Regions from separate parts of the Sus scrofa genome. Here regions 2, 3 and 4 are each linked to region 1. A link is a contact called in public Hi-C and targeted proximity ligation data. All regions are on one chromosome and are shown on one strand. The core of a region is the stretch at or near the end of the contact, and the rest is flanking DNA. Distances in the headings are between cores, read along the strand shown. Region 1 holds the start of MFSD14A (hippocampus abundant transcript 1 protein). Region 2 holds the start of DBT (lipoamide acyltransferase component of branched-chain alpha-keto acid dehydrogenase complex, mitochondrial). Region 3 has its middle 38 kb from the start of FRRS1. Region 4 has its middle 66 kb from the start of FRRS1.

What was found. A called contact is a pair of places that touch in the nucleus more often than the background predicts.
Region 2: a contact with region 1 is called in a targeted proximity ligation map of alveolar macrophages. A contact is called at or near these places in 2 of 5 promoter capture datasets (fetal liver and liver), 4 of 47 Hi-C or Micro-C datasets (heart right ventricle, liver, retroperitoneal adipose tissue and 1 more) and 2 of 2 datasets of targeted methods (alveolar macrophages and skeletal muscle).
Region 3: a contact with region 1 is called in a Hi-C map of skeletal muscle, with 9 times the contacts expected there. A contact is called at or near these places in 12 of 47 Hi-C or Micro-C datasets (embryonic fibroblasts, epiblast stem cells, fetal skeletal muscle and 6 more) and 1 of 2 datasets of targeted methods (skeletal muscle).
Region 4: a contact with region 1 is called in a targeted proximity ligation map of skeletal muscle. A contact is called at or near these places in 1 of 5 promoter capture datasets (fetal liver), 3 of 47 Hi-C or Micro-C datasets (fetal heart ventricle, heart right ventricle and liver) and 2 of 2 datasets of targeted methods (alveolar macrophages and skeletal muscle).

Annotation. Positions count from the first base shown.
Region 1 is chr4:118,088,087-118,092,988 of Sscrofa11.1, reverse strand. MFSD14A (hippocampus abundant transcript 1 protein) reads left to right here and starts at 2,615. Exons shown (of 13, transcript XM_013997351.2): 1 at 2,615-2,854. The coding sequence starts at 2,771.
Region 2 is chr4:117,881,932-117,886,833 of Sscrofa11.1, reverse strand. It overlaps DBT (lipoamide acyltransferase component of branched-chain alpha-keto acid dehydrogenase complex, mitochondrial), which reads right to left and starts at 2,177. Exons shown (of 11, transcript XM_003481505.4): 1 at 2,024-2,177. The coding sequence starts at 2,074.
Region 3 is chr4:118,290,169-118,295,070 of Sscrofa11.1, reverse strand. It overlaps a transcript of FRRS1 not described here. Among named protein-coding and RNA genes, the nearest start is that of FRRS1, 38 kb to the left of the region's middle.
Region 4 is chr4:118,262,435-118,267,336 of Sscrofa11.1, reverse strand. It overlaps AGL. Among named protein-coding and RNA genes, the nearest start is that of FRRS1, 66 kb to the left of the region's middle.

The DNA of each region.
Region 1 (4,902 bases), core at 1,366-3,865:
TACCACAGCGGCTACCCAAGCCACTGCAGTGACAATGCTGGATCTTTAATCTGCTGCATCACAAGAGAGATCAACCTCTTAATGTAAAGCCTCTGAATCTTCCCAACCCAACCCCAAATCACATATAAAGCCACAAGAATATGCGCAATGAGAACAAGACTTGTCTGTGAGAACAGGACTTACCTCTCCTGTTTACTATGACAGCTCTTCTAGCACAATGCCTGGGGCATTCTGTACCTTCACTAGGTCTTAAATTTCCCTTACTACCTTTTTTCCAACAGCACTTACCACAACCTACAATTATCTTCCTTTTGTGTTTGTTTTATAACTCTGTCCTCCAGTATTATTAAGCTCTATGTAGATAAATACCATATCATTTACTGATCTATCTCCAGTGTCTAGTGTCTAGTAAAACAGTGACAAACATTTAGAGGCTTTCAATATTTTTTTGAATGACTGAACAATGATCAGTTCTTAAGGATGATAAAACCAGTGCATCTAGATGAAGTATGATTTTGAAAAAAGTCAACAGTAACCACACAATAAATGATCTTACCAGCCCTCTCCATCCACCCAAAACAAGCTCCTGGGGATTTAGCTATGAAATCTATCTCATCGTACTTTCTCTAAAAAGCTTCGAGTTGGAGTTCAAGTAAATATTTTCAGTAAGAGAATATTTTTAAACAAATGTTGAATTTACTTATTGATGGAAAAACATAATTTGAAGTATGAGGCTAAAATCCCTTTCTTCTCCCTTCCACGGAAATCGGTTTGTTTTCTATTTCTAGTCAGTTATGGAAATAGAAAAAAGAAAATCAATCCAATTTTATTTTGAAATAACTCTAAACTTACAGAAAAATTGTAATAATAATCCAAAGAAGATATTCTCTTTACCCTGTGTGTTAGTTATCTATAGCTGTGTGCCAAATGACCCCCATGCTTAGTGGCTTAAAACAACTACTTTTATCTTACAGTTTCGGAGAGTCAGGAAACCAGGAGTGGCCAACTTGGGTAGTAGTCCTAGATCAAGTTCTCCTGCAGTTGCAGGCAGGTTGCTGGCAGGTGCTGCTGTCAGCCAAAGGCCTGACCAGGACTGGAGGACTGGCTTCCAGCACCACTCACTCACGTATTTGCTGGTAAGAGGCCTCCGTTCCTGGACACAGGACCTCCCCACAGGCTGCCTAAGTGTCCTCGTGTCTTGGTGGCTGGTTTCCACTAGGCTTGGGCCCTGAGAAATGAGGAAGACAGAGCCAGTGGGAGGATGGAGTACTTTCTATGACCTACACTATGAAGTCAGCGCTGTCACTTCCATCATATCCTGTTAGATAACAGTCACTAACCCCAGCCCACCCTCACGAGGAATTAGACTCCACCTCTTCTAGAAAAGAATATCACTCAACTTGTGAACATATCTTAAAACCACCATACCCAAATTTACTATTTTTTTTTTCAACATCTTTCCGTTCTGCTTCATCATTCTCTTACCCTTTCCTCACATACTTATTTCCTAACTATTTCAGAGCAGGTAGCAAGCTCCACATCCCTTCTCTCCTAAAGGCTTATATTCCTTCAGGAAAAGGATAGTCTTTTTTTTTTTTTTTTTTTTGCTTTTTAGGGCCCCTTCTGACATTCCTTTTTTTTTTTTTTTTTGTCTTTTTTGGGCCACACCCACAGCATATGGAGGTTCCCAGGGTAGGAGTCTAATCAGAGCTGTAGCTGCCAGCCTACACCACAGCCACAGCAACGCGGGATCCGAGCCACGTCTGCGACCTACACCACAGCCCACGGCAATTTCGGATCCTTAACCCACTGAGCGAGGCCAGGGATGGAACCCGCAACCTCATGGTTCCTAGTCGGATTCATTAACCACTGAGCCATGATAGGAACTCTACAAAATTGATTGTTAAACAATACAGGCAGCGGGCTACAAAGTGTGACTTAGGTTATGTAAGGTTTTGTTTTTCTCTTTTAGGGCCGCACCTGCAGCGTATGGAGGTTTTCAGACTAGGGGTCAAATTGGCGCTGTAGCTTCTGGTCTACACGGCAGCTCACAGCAACGCTGAGCCTTAACCCACTGAGTGGGGCCAGGTATTGAACCTGCGTCCTCATGGATACTTGTCAGATTCATTTCCACTGAGCCCAGACGGGGACTCCGGTTATGTAAGTTTCTATCAGCGGAGAATAAAGAAAAGGTGCTTCGGTTGAGCTCTAGGCCGCTCCCGCCCCCAGCACCAGAAAGACAAAAAATTGTTTATGAAAACTCAGCTTATTTCTGGGAAACTCTGAACCGTTTCCTTCGGCTCTGGTCTCGGTTAGAACACAGCTGTGGACGGCCCAGAGAGTCTACTCGTCTGGTTAAAATTCCAGTGCAACCGTTTCTCGGCTCTTTCCAGGAGCAGGTAACTTTTAGAAATGTCCAATTCCTCCTCCGTTACGGGGAACTTCCGCGGGCCCCAGCGCCCGGGCGGCTGCGAGGATCCAGCGAGCTGGTGAGCGGCTCGCTCCGCCCGGGATCGCATAGGCGCGCGCCGCCCCCCGGCGGCCGAGCGGGCGGAGCGGCGTCACGTGGGCGGGGCGGCGTCACGTGGGCGGGGCGGGCTCGTCGGCCGATCGCACGATGTGACGCGCCGCCGGAGGCAGGCCGGGCCCTCAAGATGGCGGCGGGCGCCCCGAGCGGCTCGGCCCGGCAGTAGTGGCGGGACGGCACTCGCCGCTGGGGCCGGCCGCCCCGGGAGTGGCTGCAGCAGCGCCAGGAGTCGAGGATGGTAAAATGACCCAGGGGAAGAAGAAGAAACGGGCCGCGAACCGCAGTATCATGCTGGCCAAGAAGATCATCATTAAGGACGGAGGCACGGTGAGCCGGGGGTACCGCGCCGGGGAGGGTCTTGCGGGGCCCGGATCTCTCTCTGCCCCCGCGCTGCCCCCTGCGGCCGCCCCTGGGTGCCCTCCGCCCTCCCTACCCTCCCGCGGTGCCGCTGTCTCGGGCTCCCGGGCCCCCGTGCCTCTGCTCCGGGGGCTTTCCTCTCCTCGCCGGCCTGCGGCCTCCGGGCCGGTCCTCTCGGATGGTGAAGCCGCTCGCCTCTCCCGCACCTGCCGCCCTCTCCGCCGTCGCCCCCGGAGGCCCTGCGGCCCCGAGCCCCCCGCGCTCCTCCTCCGCGGGCAGGGATCGACGCCGGGCTCCGTCGCCGGCCGGCCCACCGTGTCGCCGGGGCGGTGCTGGTGCCGCCCCCTCCCCCCCGCCGTCCAGGCCCCGCGGCCGGGGGCAGTCCCTGCCCTCCCATATGCTGCTAACGGGGTGGCATCTGGCGCGGCGACCCCGGCGGGGCCGGGTCGTGCGCTCGCTCTCTCCTTCCCGGTCCTGGGTCGGTGCTCCTGCCCTTCGCTGCCTGCTGTACGGTAAACACCGTCGGAAGGTGGGCTTCCCCCTGACTTCCCGCAGCAGGAGCGGGACAGAGGACACCTGGGCCTAGACCTGAATCTGCTGGTTTTCACAGGCCAGTCCTCACCCCCGGGCTTCAGAAATCACCTGGTGTATTTTAAAACAAAAAAGACTAGATGGAGTTGTGGCCTGAGGATTGGAAGACCGATTGAGGGCGAGACAAAATTTGTGCTTTTTAGAAACAGTTGTCGTCACAGTAAACTTTATGCATCGTGGTGTCGTTAACCAGCAGGGGACGTAGGCCTCTTAATTGAAAATAACGCGCCTGTACTTTTTTTATGCTGAAAATTCTCCATTGCTACGCTCTCTAGTCTTTGTTGCCTTCTTTGATATCATGTTCTGAAATAGAATGGAAAAGTGAAATGCATATGTCACTTCTCCGAGAAATAGGCAGAAATGGTTCCTTTTCCCCCCATATTTGCTTATATTTTGTTGGAGCCCTCAACTACTAGCACAGGGCTAAATATGTGAGGCTTTGCTGTATTCATTTGAAATGAAGAACAACTTTCTTTCGACATTTCAGAATATGTCCCAGTCAGTCTGCTAAAATTTAGAAAACTTGGGACATATGGAACAATTTCAGCATATACTTTTACTTAACTGTCAAATGTATAGATGTCATAACTTTGACATTTAGTGAAAAAAGAAGCTTTGAAATTCAAGTCCTCAAATTTTGTTGTATTTGATTAATTAAAACATTACTTTGATTAAATCAACTGTGAATTGTCATGGCTCTTTTGACCAAGTTGGTCAGAACTACTATGTGAGGAAAGAAATAGCATGAAAGAATACTGATTGCCTTTGTCAGTCATAGGGACTTGATATTTTTCATTCTTCATAAAAACCCACAAAATAGAATCGGCAAAGGATTGTATTTTGTAAAAGCAAGTGATACTTAAGATCAGTATCTTTTACAAGAGATAAGAATGAATCTGTGATCAAGAAACACACCTTCCGGTTTCCTTGTTAAGTTCAGTTTTATTTCTGTCTCTGGAGGTTGTTGTTTCTGTTTTATTAGCTTTATAGCAGTTAAATCCTGTGAGATTTGGAAGAGGTTATTTTAACTTTTTTTTTATCTTGTGATTTATTAAAGTTGTGGTGAATTCATAGCTTGCTTTTGGACATAAAATTGTTTTTTACCCCAGCAATATGTTTTTAAGAGGGGACATAGAATAAATGAGAGCTACTTTTGAGGGCTGTGGGCTTGGGGTATTATCATTTGTTACCTTTGTACGTTTATGCTGAGCTTTCCATTCTAAGATCACTGGACACCTCTTTAGAATAGGGACTATGCACAGCTTTTAATTCTGCAGGGCCTACTGTATGAATTTAAACTGATAAAAACACATTTAAATTTTTTAAATGTTGAGTAGCACATTCTTAAGACGATTTTTATTTTAATTTTATTTATTCCTACATATAATCAGGGGATAGTTATATTTCTAAAAGTGCCAGGGTAATTT
Region 2 (4,902 bases), core at 928-3,427, 210 kb after region 1:
AAGGCACAAGATAAGAGGTAGAAGCCCAGTTTAGGAAGATCTAGGGATTATCTGTAATTGGAGACAGGGACTAGATTTTTTTTTTTTTTTTTGTCTTTTTGGGCCGCTCCCGCGGCATATGGAGGTTCCCAGGCTAGGGGTCGAATTGGAGCTGTAGCCACCGGCCTACACCACAGCCACAGCAACGTGGGATCCGAGCCGCGTCTGCAACCTACACCACAGCTCACGGCAACGCCGGATCATTAACCCACTGAGCAAGGGCAGGGACCGAACCCGCAACCTCATGGTTCCTAGTCGGATTCGTTAACCACTGCGCCACGACGGGAACTCCAGGGACTAGATTTTTGAGAGACTTCCAGGCTAGAATCAAGAGAACCAGGTTTGAGGGTTTAGTTACAGAGCCTAGGGTCTAATGCGGCTTGGAGGCCTTAGAGCAAACACTGTGAGATGGCTCAAGACTAGCCCTTCCAAGCTCCCCTGTAACACAGTTCTAGCCAGTGAGTCTCAGTGTTTCAACACTTTCTTTCTTTCTTTGAACACATAGTTATAGCAGCCGTCCCGTGATCCTGAGAGAAAGGCCAAATGAACTGATGAAATAAGAACCCTGATAAGGATGAACCATTTAATCAGTGCCAGGTGCCACCTGTCAGGTGTTTTGTATACACAGGTACTTAACACAGGTACTTATTTGTATACACATGTACATATTGATTGGGTTTATTACTTAATAGCTGACAAACACCTAATACACATTCAATTTGAAGATTTCCAGGAGAGTAAGACATATGATAGGTCTGGAGTAGAGCTGGCTCAGAGATGGGAACTTCAGGAATCATCAGCATATAAATGGCAACTTAAATCAAAGAACTGGATGAGGTAACCCAGGACGTGCATGAAATACAGACTGCCAAGTCAGAACCTTTAGAAACACCAATATTTACCAGTTAGGCAGGGAAAAAGGAGGAGGTTGGGATCAAGTGTTCAAAGATGTGGGAAGAGTAATATCGGGAAGTTGGTGTCAGAGAAAACAAGGATGAAGAGCTTTCAAAAGAAGGCAGGCTTTCTTCTGGTTACCTCCTACTTAGTTTTCACAAATTTCAAATCTCACAGTATTTTCTGGGCATTTGCCTCATCTTTTCGTGCTGTGCTGTAATTGCTTGTTTAATATCCTTCTCTCTCTGCCCTGTGCCAGACAGCACGGCTGTAATTAAACTGAGAGGGTAGAGTTCAGTCTAGTCTTATTCACATTTGCATCCCCAATTCCTAGCACTGTACCTGCTACATAGCAGGCTCTTGAAAGGTTTTGTAACGTCAGGGGTCGAACACTGTAGAAAAATCCAAAAGAGTGGACTCAGGACGATAAACGCTATGCAAATAGGACGAAACACTATGCTTACAGGGATGTTAACAGTTTCATCTCAGCAAAGGGAACTGTGTCAAAGGGGAGACAAGAAGGGGAAATAGTGATGAATGGTAACTCTGGTGATACAAAAGTTTGGAAAGATACCGGTGCAGATGTAGGAGGCAAGTATAAGCCCAAAGAACAAAGCTTGAACCTCTCCGCTGCTCAAGCAAGGACTTAAGGAGTTGTTTCCTTGCCCAGTCTCCTCCTCTGGACTGTAAATTCCTCGAGGGCAGGAGTCGTAATTACCAGCGTCCGGGACAAAGAGATGCTCAATAAATGCTGAATGAATATAGTATATCTCCGTACCTCCAGTGCCCGGTACCCAGAGGGTGCTCAGTGAATGGCTACTGGGCCAAAGTCGAGCTGGGCTTTGGGGTTCAGATGGAGCGGGAGGAAGACCGGGTTACCTCAGAAGCGCACGCAGGTAAGGAGAGAAACTGGGTCTCCAGCCAGGTTGGCTCGCCACCTTCGCTGCCCTTCGTTGTGCACACATCCCTCCACCTTTCCATCACGCGAGACCTGCACGCGAGGCACTCGGAGGACAAAGTTAACACACCTCCCCCAGGTGACGCCGGACAACCACATCTTCCCGACCTCAGATCTGCCCAACCTGCTTACCAGCCGCCCAGCATTGCGGCTCCAGGTCCTCAGCACACGCGCTGCAGCCATCTTACTCCGGAAATGACAACTGCTCCGGGGTTGGACGAGCTGCCCCGGCGGGGACCTATCCGGAGCCGGAAAACGCGCCTCCCCCAAGCCTCGGGTGGAGAGCGAAGGAACGAGCCTCCCACCCAAGAGCCAACCAGGGAGCGGGGCGGGGCTGAGAATAACCCCAGAGGGGGCGGGGCGCCCTGCGGAGAGGGAAAGAGCCTGGGGGAGGGGAGCCAAGTGGGGAGGAGGGCAGTGCAAATTTAATTTCCGTGACGCTTCTGAGTAAAGCACTGCTGTGTAAGTAATGTGCCCTCACGATCGTCTTTTCGGTCCAAGTAACGGAGGAAATAGAGTATGTTAAAGAAACATGAAGGGTATTCACCTGGAGAAATTTAGGTTGAAGTAAGATCTGCAGGATAAGTAGGAAGGAAAAAAAACAAAACAAAACAGAAACATTCCTTCAGCTTGTTAATATAACCACCTTGGTTACAGGAGACGGTACTGTACTCTGTAGCAAGGGTCTGTACCCATGGTGGAGTCAAGTCTATGCTGGAATACTTCCTAATGCCTGGCATTTCTCACTTCATTGAAAGTTCTTGGTTACTGAAATTGGCTTTTAGATTTTTTTTTCATGGAAGATGAACAAGACTACCAGGTTTGAGATAAACGTCATCGAGGTTACCTCTCCTTCTGGGATAATGCTGCACGATGTTGCTACCCAACACAGGCAATATACATCACAGACACAGTACCTGGATTTACCTGCCTCATGGAGAAATGCCGAATAGATGTCGGTGAAACCGATAAAGAAAAGATTAGCGCTTTAATTGTCAATCCTCCTCACAGCAACTAGGAAACTAATTGGTAGAAATGTCCAGGATGATACTTTTCTATTCTAGCCTCTTAAATAGGAATGAAAATCTGTACAGATGTCTAAAGAATTACAGAGGAAAAGGCCAGAACAAAGGAAAAATCATAAATCCTCAACACTGAAGATGAGTGGCTGTAAAACAAAATTTCATGTATTTCATAAATTCACTAATATTACTCAAAGTCAGACTTTTGCCTTATTTGCCTTTCAGTGTATTCTCTCTCTCTCTTCTGCTACTTTGATTTTTTTAACTTTCCAACAAAATATTTTATAGGTACTAAAAATATACTATATGCCTGTGTTTGTATAAAGAGGTAAAGTAGCTATGCCTTTGAACTGAATTATTTTTCTTCCCAAGGTCCCTATAACACCTTCTTCCTCTTTTTTTTTTTTTTTTCCCTTTTCTTTTCAGGGCCATACCTGTGCATATGGACGTTCCTGGGCTATGGGTCTGCAGCTGCCAGCCTACACCATAGCCACAGCAACGTGGGACCTGCACCGAAATTTGCAGTAACTCCAGATCCTTAACCCACTGAGTGAGGCCAGGGATCAAACCCGCACCATGTAGGGTTCTTAACCCATGGAGCCAAAACGGGGAATTCCCCACGTTTTTCTACTTTACCTAACTTTACCTTCTCCCAAGAAACTATCTGTTTTCTTTTCTTTCACATTTTTTTTTTTACCTCTGTGGATTACTGCTTCCCAACTTCATTTTATGTTGCCTTATCTTTCCTTCCAATATCAAGAGATTTGTCATCTATTCACTAGTTAATCCTTTCACCTGGGCTCCAAATAACCAGATAACCCACGTCTTCTTTTTAAAAAGTGAATAAAATGGTTATTACCTGGCAATTCCATTCCTAGGGTACCCAACAGAAATAAAAACATAAGTCCACACAAACTAGCACAAGAATGATTGTAACAGCCTTATTCCTATTAGCCCCAAACTAGAAATAGCCCAAATGTCCTTCAATACACGAATGAATAAACAAAATGTGGTGGATTCATATAATGGAATATCATTCATCACTAACAATGATTCAAGTATTGGGAGTTCTCTGATGGCCTAACAGGTTGAGACTCCTGCATTCTCACCACTGTGGCTCTGGCTGCTGCTGTGCGGAGCAGGTTTGATCCCGGGCCCAGGAATTCCCATATACTGCCTGTGTGGCAAAAAAGAGAGAGAGAACGTGAAATAAACGTTGCAACTCTCATCAAAATAATAAATAAATAAATAAAATATTTGAGGTAGGAGGAGATGGGCCCCTCAGCTGAACACAGATGGGAATTACTAGGTGGAGGAAATTGGGCCTTGTTTCTCTTTGACACTTCAAGGAGAAAGTTAATGGCAGGAGCTGAGCTCTGCTGGGGTAAAAGATGACATCAATCACTCCTGGGATCAAGGAGACATCCCTAATTACACATAGGCATCAAGACTCCTAGGGGTCAAAAACGGAGGGGGTACCAGGCCCGAATAAGTTGATACCTTCTCACAACCCTTTGTCCTGAAATTCGTCTTAGCCAAAAGATGTGCATGCATACAGGGAGGGCCTTGGGTCTGGTCAGGTGTGAGAAATAAAAGAAGATAATTGGCCAAAGGAAAACAAAGACCCAGAACTATCCTGTTTAAGTGATTTAAATCACCTCTCAGGTATAGGGGGACTCTTAGGAGTGTATCACTGCTTTGCTTCTGACTTAAATTACTTCTCTGTTTGATCTCTCACATGATGTACTGTGTTTCTAAAAATAAACTTTGTACCTGTTTTTACAGTGTTTGCCTCCTTGAAACAGTCCTGCTTTCAATGTGGGCAAATCAGGGAAATTCTGATTTTAGCTTCTAGCTGGTCTAGCAGATAGGATTCCTGGTCCTCATTCAGGCTGCCCAGGTTTAATTCCAGAGCAGAGAATTAAGATCTCGATCCAGGAGTTCCTGTTGTGTCTAAGCAGTAACGAGCTCGACCAGTATCCATGAGGA
Region 3 (4,902 bases), core at 666-3,165, 200 kb before region 1:
GAAGCATCAATAAAGAATAAAGTTTAATATCAATGATAATAACTATACCTACAAGGCATAATGCATCCAGAAGTTGACAAGGTATCTGACAAAGTGTGACCTCTCAGCTTTAGGATGAACTGTGCCAATTGCATTTAAGCCTGTCTAAGCTTATCTGGAGAACGACCTAGGCAGACCCCACAGAGCTCTTTGTATGAGGAGCTGAGTTATCACTTCAGAGAGAACATAACTTGAAGGAATCAAGCACAACAAGCTGATTCCGTAACAGAGCTTCGGTGGGAGGAGGACAATTCTGAACACAGAGTGGTGTTTGTCAGTTATATTTGTTTCCAAGAGCCATCTCCAAGGACTTATCTCACAGTTCTGTGAAGAGGGGAGTAATGTAAGTAAAACCAAGGAACTGTGCATTTGTTATCTATTGCTGTATAAAAATAGCACATGTTCAGTGGCTAAAAACATACATCTATCATCTCACAAAATCGGGCACAGTTTAACCAGGTCCACTGCTTCAGAGTCTCTCCTGAGGCTTCAGTCAAGGTTGCTGGCATCTCATCTGAAAGCTCAACTGGAGAGGGATCTGCTCCCAAGTTCAAATGGTTGTTAGCAGGATTCAATGATCTATGTCCTGCTGGACTAGAGGCCTTACTGTCCTGCCTACTGACAGCCAGCAGCTGCCCTCAGTTCCTCTTCACTGGGCCTCCCGGACTTGGATGCTTGCTTCATGCACACAAGCCAAGAAGGCAGTCAGGGGACCTGCTGGAAATCACAGTAATGTAATTATGGAACTGACAGCCCATCACCTCTGCCATAGCCTGCTGGTTAGAAGCTAAACACAGTTTAGCTTCCTCACTTGAGGTAAAACAGTTACACAGGGCAAGAAGACCAGGAAACAGATATTTGGGGACCATTTCAGAGTCTCTCTGCCTCACACTGATTTATCAGAAACTCAAAGTCATGAGGTATCAGCAGCACGGCTTTCATATACTGCTTTGCCAGAGGCTATAGATGAGAAGGGTAGTTAATGATGGAACCTCACTGTGAGTCTGAGAGCACAGGAACTGAGAGGGGACTTAGGAGCCAACCTGAGGCTGAAGGGTACTAGAACAGCCCCTAAAATAAAAATTCTTCATATTCTGGCTTAGGACCAGCCTTAACAGGGAAATATTCAAGTCTGAATTCAATAAATGTAAATACCCACATGGTGGCAGTAGATGCCAGGAAATCCTAGGTATTGTGCATGTCTAAGGACCAGAAGAGCAAATTTATTTCCCCACATGGCAACCTGTTTTCCCTATGTCTGACGTTGCTTTTTCTGAAAGCCTCAAGAACCTTCAGGTCTTCTTCAAACAGATATGATAAGGGATGTCGCCTTTTTTTTATGTCTACTTTGTCACACTCTCCTCAAGTGCCACAACCTCCAGAGAGACTCTCAGAAATCTCCAGACTAGAAATGGGCACCGGGCTCCATATTCATGTTTGCCCCAAATGCCAGGGGGGTACAAGCCAAGCTCTCCTAATACTTCCATCATCATACTTTCATGACAGTTCCAGGCTAGATCTGCATGTTCTGTCACAGAACATCTGAGAAATAAAAGGCCGCTCTCCTGCTTCTTGCAGGATTAGTAATTTCCAATTAACTCTCTTAATTCTCTCCCAGAGAGACCTGACAGAGTCAACCCCTGGGGAAAACGGCTGGAGGGAGAAATAAAAAGAACCATGATTCTGGAGTGATGGTCAGTTTGAACAGACTCTTTCTACAAGAACAGCGTGAGGGAAGTGAGACTGCCTATCCTCAAGTCAGCTCTTGCTGGTGCTCCAGCTCCTAGGGAGCCCAAAAGAGGGGTTTATGCGGGGGCGGGGAGGGATTCTGAACTGAAGGCAGGCACCTCCAGTGCTGACATGTCAACACTGCAGCACCAAGGTGGACTAGATCAACCCCAGCCTCACCCTCGCTTGCTCCTAAGTACTGATAACCAGCACACAAGGACTTCTGGACAAATAAAAAGAGGGCCCTGAAGGAAATGGACCAGAACTTTTCCGCCAATAGAGACTGTGTTCTGTTCTAAGCCATTAATGGGAGTTATTTCCACCCCAAACTATAAAAATGTTAGCCTGAATTACTTTGTTTAAATATTAGGATTTGTAAAGGTTTTGCAACTGGAAATAAGTGGGCCAAAGCAGCGTTCACACGCTCGGGCCACTGCCATCTGTTTGATACAGCTGTCTGCTGAAATCTGCCAAAGGACAGTTAAAAATAGATAGCAGCGCCCTTAAAGGACTTGCATGATTGATTTATACAGCCTTCCATATTTATTCACCTAGATCAGTTGTCTCCAAATGTTTTTGCTTGTGTATCCTTAAAAGAAATTTAAAAAATAACACATCCTTCACAATTTTTTTAAGTTGACCATCTGATATTTTTTAATATGGTTAAAAGTTAAATTCTCCTTGGGTTAATATTACTTTATTATTAGAATGAGTCAGGATTTGGCTATTCCTATTTTTCATTTATATTTATAGCATTAAAAACTTTGTTTTTATACATACGTAGATGAGAATGAAAGTTTTGTTAGGAAAAGAGCATGAAAAAAAAAAATAAAATAAAAAGGATTTTTTTTTTTTTTTTTTTTTTTTTTTTTTTTTTTATAAATTAGTATGTCTATTTTTAAGAAAAAGGAATAATGAGAAAAACAAAGACAAAGAGGAAGAGAAATATAAGTATCAGGTCCTAGGATGGATTTGAGTTTCATTAGCCCAAAGTCTATAAAATATGAGGTGCAGACCTCTTTTTAAAAGCATACATTATAAACTTTTAAAATTAGGAGGGCAAATATTTACGTAATATGAAAACAAAAATCACAACAAATTATACATTTTAAAAGGATGATAAATTCCACAAATATCATACAACCGAGAAAAATATAACAAAATTAATACTCTATAATAATTTTTCTACATTTTGACTTGCTATTTTTAATCATTTCTTCAAATGACAATGCCATTTTGTATCATTTTCTATGAGAAAAACAGAAAGATAATCAAGACTTTTTCAACACAGTTGATACATTTTGTTACTGATAGTTCAGAAAAGCTTCTTTCTGTTTCATCGTTACTGGCGGTTATTGGTTAATTTCCTCCCAGTTTCTCTCTCAGGGGGTGCTCCTTGCCAGGGAAAGCCTTTAGGGGCTCCAGCCCATTGACTGGCCAGGCTACGGCTACAGTATTAGGACTGCAGCACTGCGGCCAGCTCTGCCAGGTCCTCCCTGCCCCCTCTCTCATCCACCTGAGTGAGTGTGTAGCTCTGATACGACTCCCTCAGGAGGAGCTCATTATTGAGTAATAGTGAGGGTATGAAAGAGATAAGGCAGTCAAACAACAAGTGTCATCAACTCCAACTGTCCCGTGCTACTGAATTGGGAACATCCCAACAAGGATCAAACCAACTCCTTCCAAAGGCCATGCCTCATCCTTGCCAGACATTCATCTAAGAGAGGAAAAGACAATGACCTGTGGAAGGTTTATGGTTATAAGAGCCTTCTCTAACACCAACAGTTTGTTGTCCTTCTGAAGAGTTTAGACCCCAGGGTGCTGTATCAGGAAACATTTGGGATGGATAAGAGGTATTTCTTTTCAAAAGTTGGGAAATGGTGACTATAAAAGAGAATTAGGGCAAGGGAAAAGGAGAGAGAGCATTTTAATGTACATTCTCCAGTTGTTGGATATGGTCTTCTCTGAGAGATGCTCTTCTCTGATTTCAGCCAATATCAATACAGTTACTTCCATTATTCAAATTTTGTGTCTTTACCAATATTTTGTTTCCTTAACCTACCATTAATTTTGAGATGTGCGTTGACATATTCCACTGTGATCGTAGACTTATCAATTTCTCCCTGTAGTTCTATCCACTTTTGCTTTATAAATAGTAAGTATGTTTTGTTAGGTGTATCTATTCTGGTGAATTGAATCTTATTCTAGCATTTATCCCCCTATATTGTAATTACCAGTTTATTTGTATGTTTTCCCATTAGAGTGCTTGTGCATTGAGAAAGGTCAATGTTTGATTTATGAGTGAATATCCGCTACCACTATTATAGCTCAGGCTCTCATTACCTCTTTCCTGACTATTAATATAGCCTCCTAACCAGACCAGTACTAAACTGCCAATTTCACCCCCTCGAAGTCTCTGTCAGATTAATCTTCTTTGAAAACAGCTTTGATCATATCACTTGTTAAACTGTGGCTTCCTACTGCTCATGGAATAAAGTACAAACTTCATAGTCATCATTCAAATTTCTCAATGATTTGAAATTCACTCATTTTTCTCATTTATGAGAAGACTGATCAAACCGAAATCCTCACTAGCCTACATGGATCCTACATCCCTTCTTCTTTCTACTTCTAATACTCAGATGATGGTAAAACTTCCCTTCCCATTCTGCAAATCCAGTCCCTTTAAAGTCAATCTTAAAAGCCTCTTCCTCTGAAAGTTTCTGGCATATTCACTCCAAAAAAATATTCTCTCCTTTTAAATAGTGTTATAGACTGGATGCCTGTGTTGTCTTAAAAAGCCATATGTTGATGCCCCAACCCCCAATGTGACTTATTTAAAGAGAGAGCCTGTGAGGAGGTGACATAGGGTAGTGAGGTGATAAGGATAGGGCCCTAACCTGATATAGCTGGTGTCCTTATAAGAAGAGGACTAGATCCCAGAGCTCTCCTTCTCCACCACCTGATGGCAGAGTGAGGAGGCGGCTGTCTGCAAACAAGGACAAGAGTTCTCATCAGGAATAAAATCAGTCAGCACCTTGAGCTTAGACCTCCCAGAGTCCAGAATTGTGAGAAATATGTTTCTGTTGTTTAAGCCACCCAGTCTGTGGTATTTTATTATGACAGCCTGCACTG
Region 4 (4,902 bases), core at 1,192-3,691, 170 kb before region 1:
TTTCTCAAGAGCTAATTTTTTTTTTTTTTAATTTCACCTGTTAAATGTGTTTCCTCCAGGCCAAATCTTCATCTCCTTCCAGCTTAAGCATTTAAGATCACTGAGTACTTAATCCATTTTTGGCTTTCCTGACTGTGCACTTTTCTGGTTTTTATTTTTTTTCCTACCCTCTTGAATACTCCTGTCAGCATGGTCATGCCTCTTGCTGAGCTCACATCTTTCCACATTTTATTTAATTATGTATATCTGCAAGAAATCCTTTCTTTTTATGTTTTGCTGGCCTCAGAATTATATATTCTCATGGCTTCAGCTGGTACTTCCATGTTTGTGACTCCTTTTGGAAGAAAGGCTTTGAGCTTTGCTTGCTTCTTGGAAGCAAGAGACTATAATGGGACGAGTAGGGAACTAGAATTTTCCTGGCTCTGCTGCTAAGAATTCATGTGACTTTGAACAAGTCACATTCATTCTAAACATTAATTTCTTTATTTGTGATATGAAGGTGTTAATTTCTGCTTTTCTGCTTTCCTGAGTTTTGCGGTTGAGAATTAATAATGTTTGACTGTAAAGCCCTAAATATATATGAGGCCTTGCTAGATTGCTATACCTCTCTAGTCTCACCCTGCTGTCTTGGCTTCATCCCAGTATCGTGCTATGGAAGAATCTTAGGATAGCTCCACTTGGGTTTTCTTAAATCTTAACATGTCCAAAACCATCTCCTCACAGTTCTCAAATTTTCTTTACTTCTTAGCTTCCGTGTTTACTTTAGTGATGTCTCCATTTTCATAGCTTGCGATGCTAGAAACTTGGTACTCTTCTTTGATGACTTCTTTTAACTGCAATCTCTCTTTAAGACCAGTAATTTCTTTCCAAATGCCTCTGCTTGCCTGTCTCTCTTCCATATGCCTGAATGTGGATGCTAAAATAATCTTCTCATGCCATCTCTTTTCTTTTTATTAATTGGTATTTATAAGGTCAAATTTAAACATCTCTGCCTGACTTCCAGGATTTCCTGTAAGGGAATCCACCTTCCCTAGCCAAGAATGATCTTATTGTTCCTCATTATTCATGTCCTCCATCTGTACAGATGCCCTGTTAATTTCCTCCCCAGTGGCTTTTCTCATGTATGTTCTTATACCTCCACTCCAGTCAGATTCTTCTGTATCTTTTAAATCCCTTTACCATCATTTTATGTGTTTCTCCTTTTCAACTTTCAGCTAAAATTCCACAGCTGGCATGAAACCTTTCCTTAATTTGTTACCTCTTTTCTTTGATTTGTGATTACACAATTGGCAGAGAACAGTTAAGTGCTGAAACAATGTAGCAAAGTCAAAAAGCTTGTAAGTCTTATACTGTGCAACTAGAGTTTAAGATCTCTGACAATGGGAAGAGTATGACAATATGACAGACCTAGTGCAATGTACAACAGCTAGTAAATCCTTGCTGGTGAGTCTCTAAAATGCCAGTTAAAACTAGCCCAGCTATTTGAAGAGGAAACTCTGAAGGCTTTGCAAAACAAGAAGGATGTGGTTGACTCTGTAACTCTGGGTTAAGCCAGTAAATTCATCTAAATGATATAAATGGAAACATGTAAAATTTTTACTTCAGTGATGATGCCTTTGTATTATTTTAGAAGATAACTGTGAAAGATAAAGGGAAGGGACAATGGAGACAAGAAATCATGAAGAAGGCTATATATATATATATATATATATATATATATACACACACATACACACACGTATATACGTATATACATACGTGTATATGTATATACGTTTGTGTGTGTGTGTATATATATATATATATTTTTCTTTATTTCGCTTCTTAGGCCGCACCTGCGACATGTGGAGGTTCCCAGGCTAAGGGTCCAATCGGAGCTACAGTGCTGGCCCTACACCACAGCAATGCCAGATCCTTAACCCACTGAGCGAGGCCAGGGATCGAACCTCCAACCTCATGGTTCCTGGTCAGATTTGTTTCCACTGTGCCACAATGGGAACTCCAAGAAAGGTATTTTAAAAACATGGTTTAACTACATCAGGGTTGAAAGAAAAGAGAGGACAGAGTAGGAGAAATTTTAAAATTCATAGGAATTGGTGGACAGTTAGGTATGAAGAATAGCTCTGGCAATTTTTGGTTCTTTTATCATGCCCTTCTTCATTTTTCTTTCCTTTTTACTTTTCCTTAAGCAAGGATTCCTCCTCATTTTTAAGGCCAATATTTCTATAGACTCTTCTAATTTAACAAGTACAAGACCAAATAATTATCTTTGGGGGCCAAATCAGAGCCCTCTCCTTTACTTTCTATCTCATTTAGTAGCAGAATAATGAGTAAAATCATTACTCCCCATCTTCCATTCTTTTACCAAAGGTTGGTCAAATTTCAATTTTTCCTTTCTAAAAGAACATATTTATAAAGGTTCCTTGATTAGGAGTCACGTTTGTATACATCTAGCGGAGGGGACAAGGTAGAAAAACTTAGTTTATGGTAACAAACTGAGTTTAATTGCTCATCTTGCTAGTTTAGTTGCCTGCAGGACGGCTAAGGCTAATCTGAGTAAAGTATTCCTAGTATATGAGGAATAAGATACCCACACCATGTACTGCTGCGCTAAGCTAATTTTAGCAAACTGAGCAATTAATTATGGAAGCTGACATACTCTAGGTATTCTGATAATTCATTTACTGTACATAAAAATTTAGTTTCAGGGATTTGGATTAGTGGTCTACAGAGTGGAAAGATAGAAAGATCTATCTATCTATATACATATATAGCACACACACACACATATATACATATACATACCCTTGGGAGTATGCACTGATCTATTTCTATATAGAAAGAGAATGTAGGATTTGTTTTTATTTTTCTTTCTTTTCTCTCTATCCATCTTCCTCCCTATTTTTTACTTTAAAAAGTAATTGAATTTTGCTAGTATTACAAATTGACATTGATGCTCTCCGTTCGTATGTCTATGTATCATAAACAAACAAAAATTTATTCTTAGGGAAGAGTGGAAGTTACAGGTCTAAAAGGTTGACAGTCACACCATCACTGGTTTACTTGCAGTATATTGCCATGAATAACACTTTTACCCAAGCCAACTTAGGCAGATATTCAAGTTATATTATCTTCAATAGTAGAGTCTTTTTTGTGTGTATGTCTTTTTTGCCTTTTCTTGGGCCGCTCCTGCGGCATATGGAGGTTCCCAGGCTAGGGGTCCAGTCGGAGCTGCAGCCACCGCCCTACACCAGAGCCACAGCAACGAGGGATCCGAGCCGCATCTGCAATGTACACCACAGCTCACGGCAACGCCAGATCGTTAACCCACTGAACAAGGCCAGGGATCGAACCCGCAACCTCATGGTTCCTAGTCGGACTCATTAACCACTGCGCCACGACGGGAACTCCAATAGTAGAGTCTTTACAATACTTTGTCACAAGAGGCAGTGTAACCATAAATGCCTCTTTCACTTCAAGAGATTATCAGACTTAAAGATGAGTTAGAAGTGTTTGAAATTTGCTCTTTGAGATTTGTCCTTTTCAAGTCTGATGTGAAACTCAATAGTATAATACTGAGAAAATATTCTCAGAAAAATAAACACAGTCCAACTCTGAGGTAAACATGATTGAGAAAGTTTACTTTTTGATGGAAATTGATGCTATAAAACAGAGTTTGGCACATTTTTTTTTTCCTGTTAAGGTTTCAGATAACAAATATTTTCAGATTTGCAGTCCATCTGCTTGCTGTTGCAGCCACTCAACTCTGCCATTGTACCAAGAAGGCAGCCATAGATAATACATAAATGAGTGATGTGATTGTGTTCCAATAAAACTATTTACAGAAAGAAGTAGTAGGCTGAGTATAGTTTGCCAACCCTTGCTACAGCAAGAGCATTTTGAATATACATTTTTTAGTAACACTTATAAGTATGAGACATGTTTTGATTAGCTTATGAAACAATTGATATAGTATGTCAGGGAAATCTACATATTTACTAGCACATTTCTACAAAAATGTAATTGGCGAATGGGATTGAAAAGTTGATGTCATGGGAGGTCCCATTATGGCTCAGTGGGTTAAGGACCCAACTAGTGGAGTTCCCTTCATGGCTCAGTGGTTAACAACCCCAACTAGGATCTATGAGGACACAGCTTTGATCCCTGGCCTTGCTCAGTGGATTAAGGATCCAGTATTGCTGTGAGCTGTGGGGTAAGTTGCAGGCATGGCTTGGATCTGGCATTTGTGGCTGTGGCGTAGGCCAGCAGCTGCAGCTCCAATTCCACCCCTAGCCTGGGAACTTCCATATGCCACAGGTGCAGTTCTAAGAAAATAAAGAAAAGAAAAGAAAAGCTAAGGTCATGGATTAGTAAACACTGACACTAAGAACTTTATCCATTGGGATTTGAGTATCTTTGTGTGGTATTTTTTCAAATCTGAGACCATTAAATCAAGTATCAAAATAAACAGAACTTGGAATACTTAAATTACTTTATCACAAAATATTAAACCAAGGTTTTTAAAGTTAATGAAATTCAGTTACCTTGCTTTCAGACAGATATCAATATTAATTTTTCGTGAGAGCTAAAAGATTTTTTCTATCCATTGATAAATTAGTTATTTAAAATACTTTATTTATATCTTATCTTTATTTTTGTGTCTTATAATTTATATAACCTATTAAATCATCATGCATATATATTATATAAATAAATAAATATTCATATTTAGAAACTGCTTGTCTTTTTTTTTTTTTTACTGAGCATAGGCCACTGATCCAAAAACTGTTCGAGATATTTTGGATGCATTTTAACCTTTGTACTACAAGTTCTCTGAATCCTTGTGTAATTATAAAAACAATATTTGTATAAGCTGAGCAGGAGACAGGTTGTTTAGCTGTG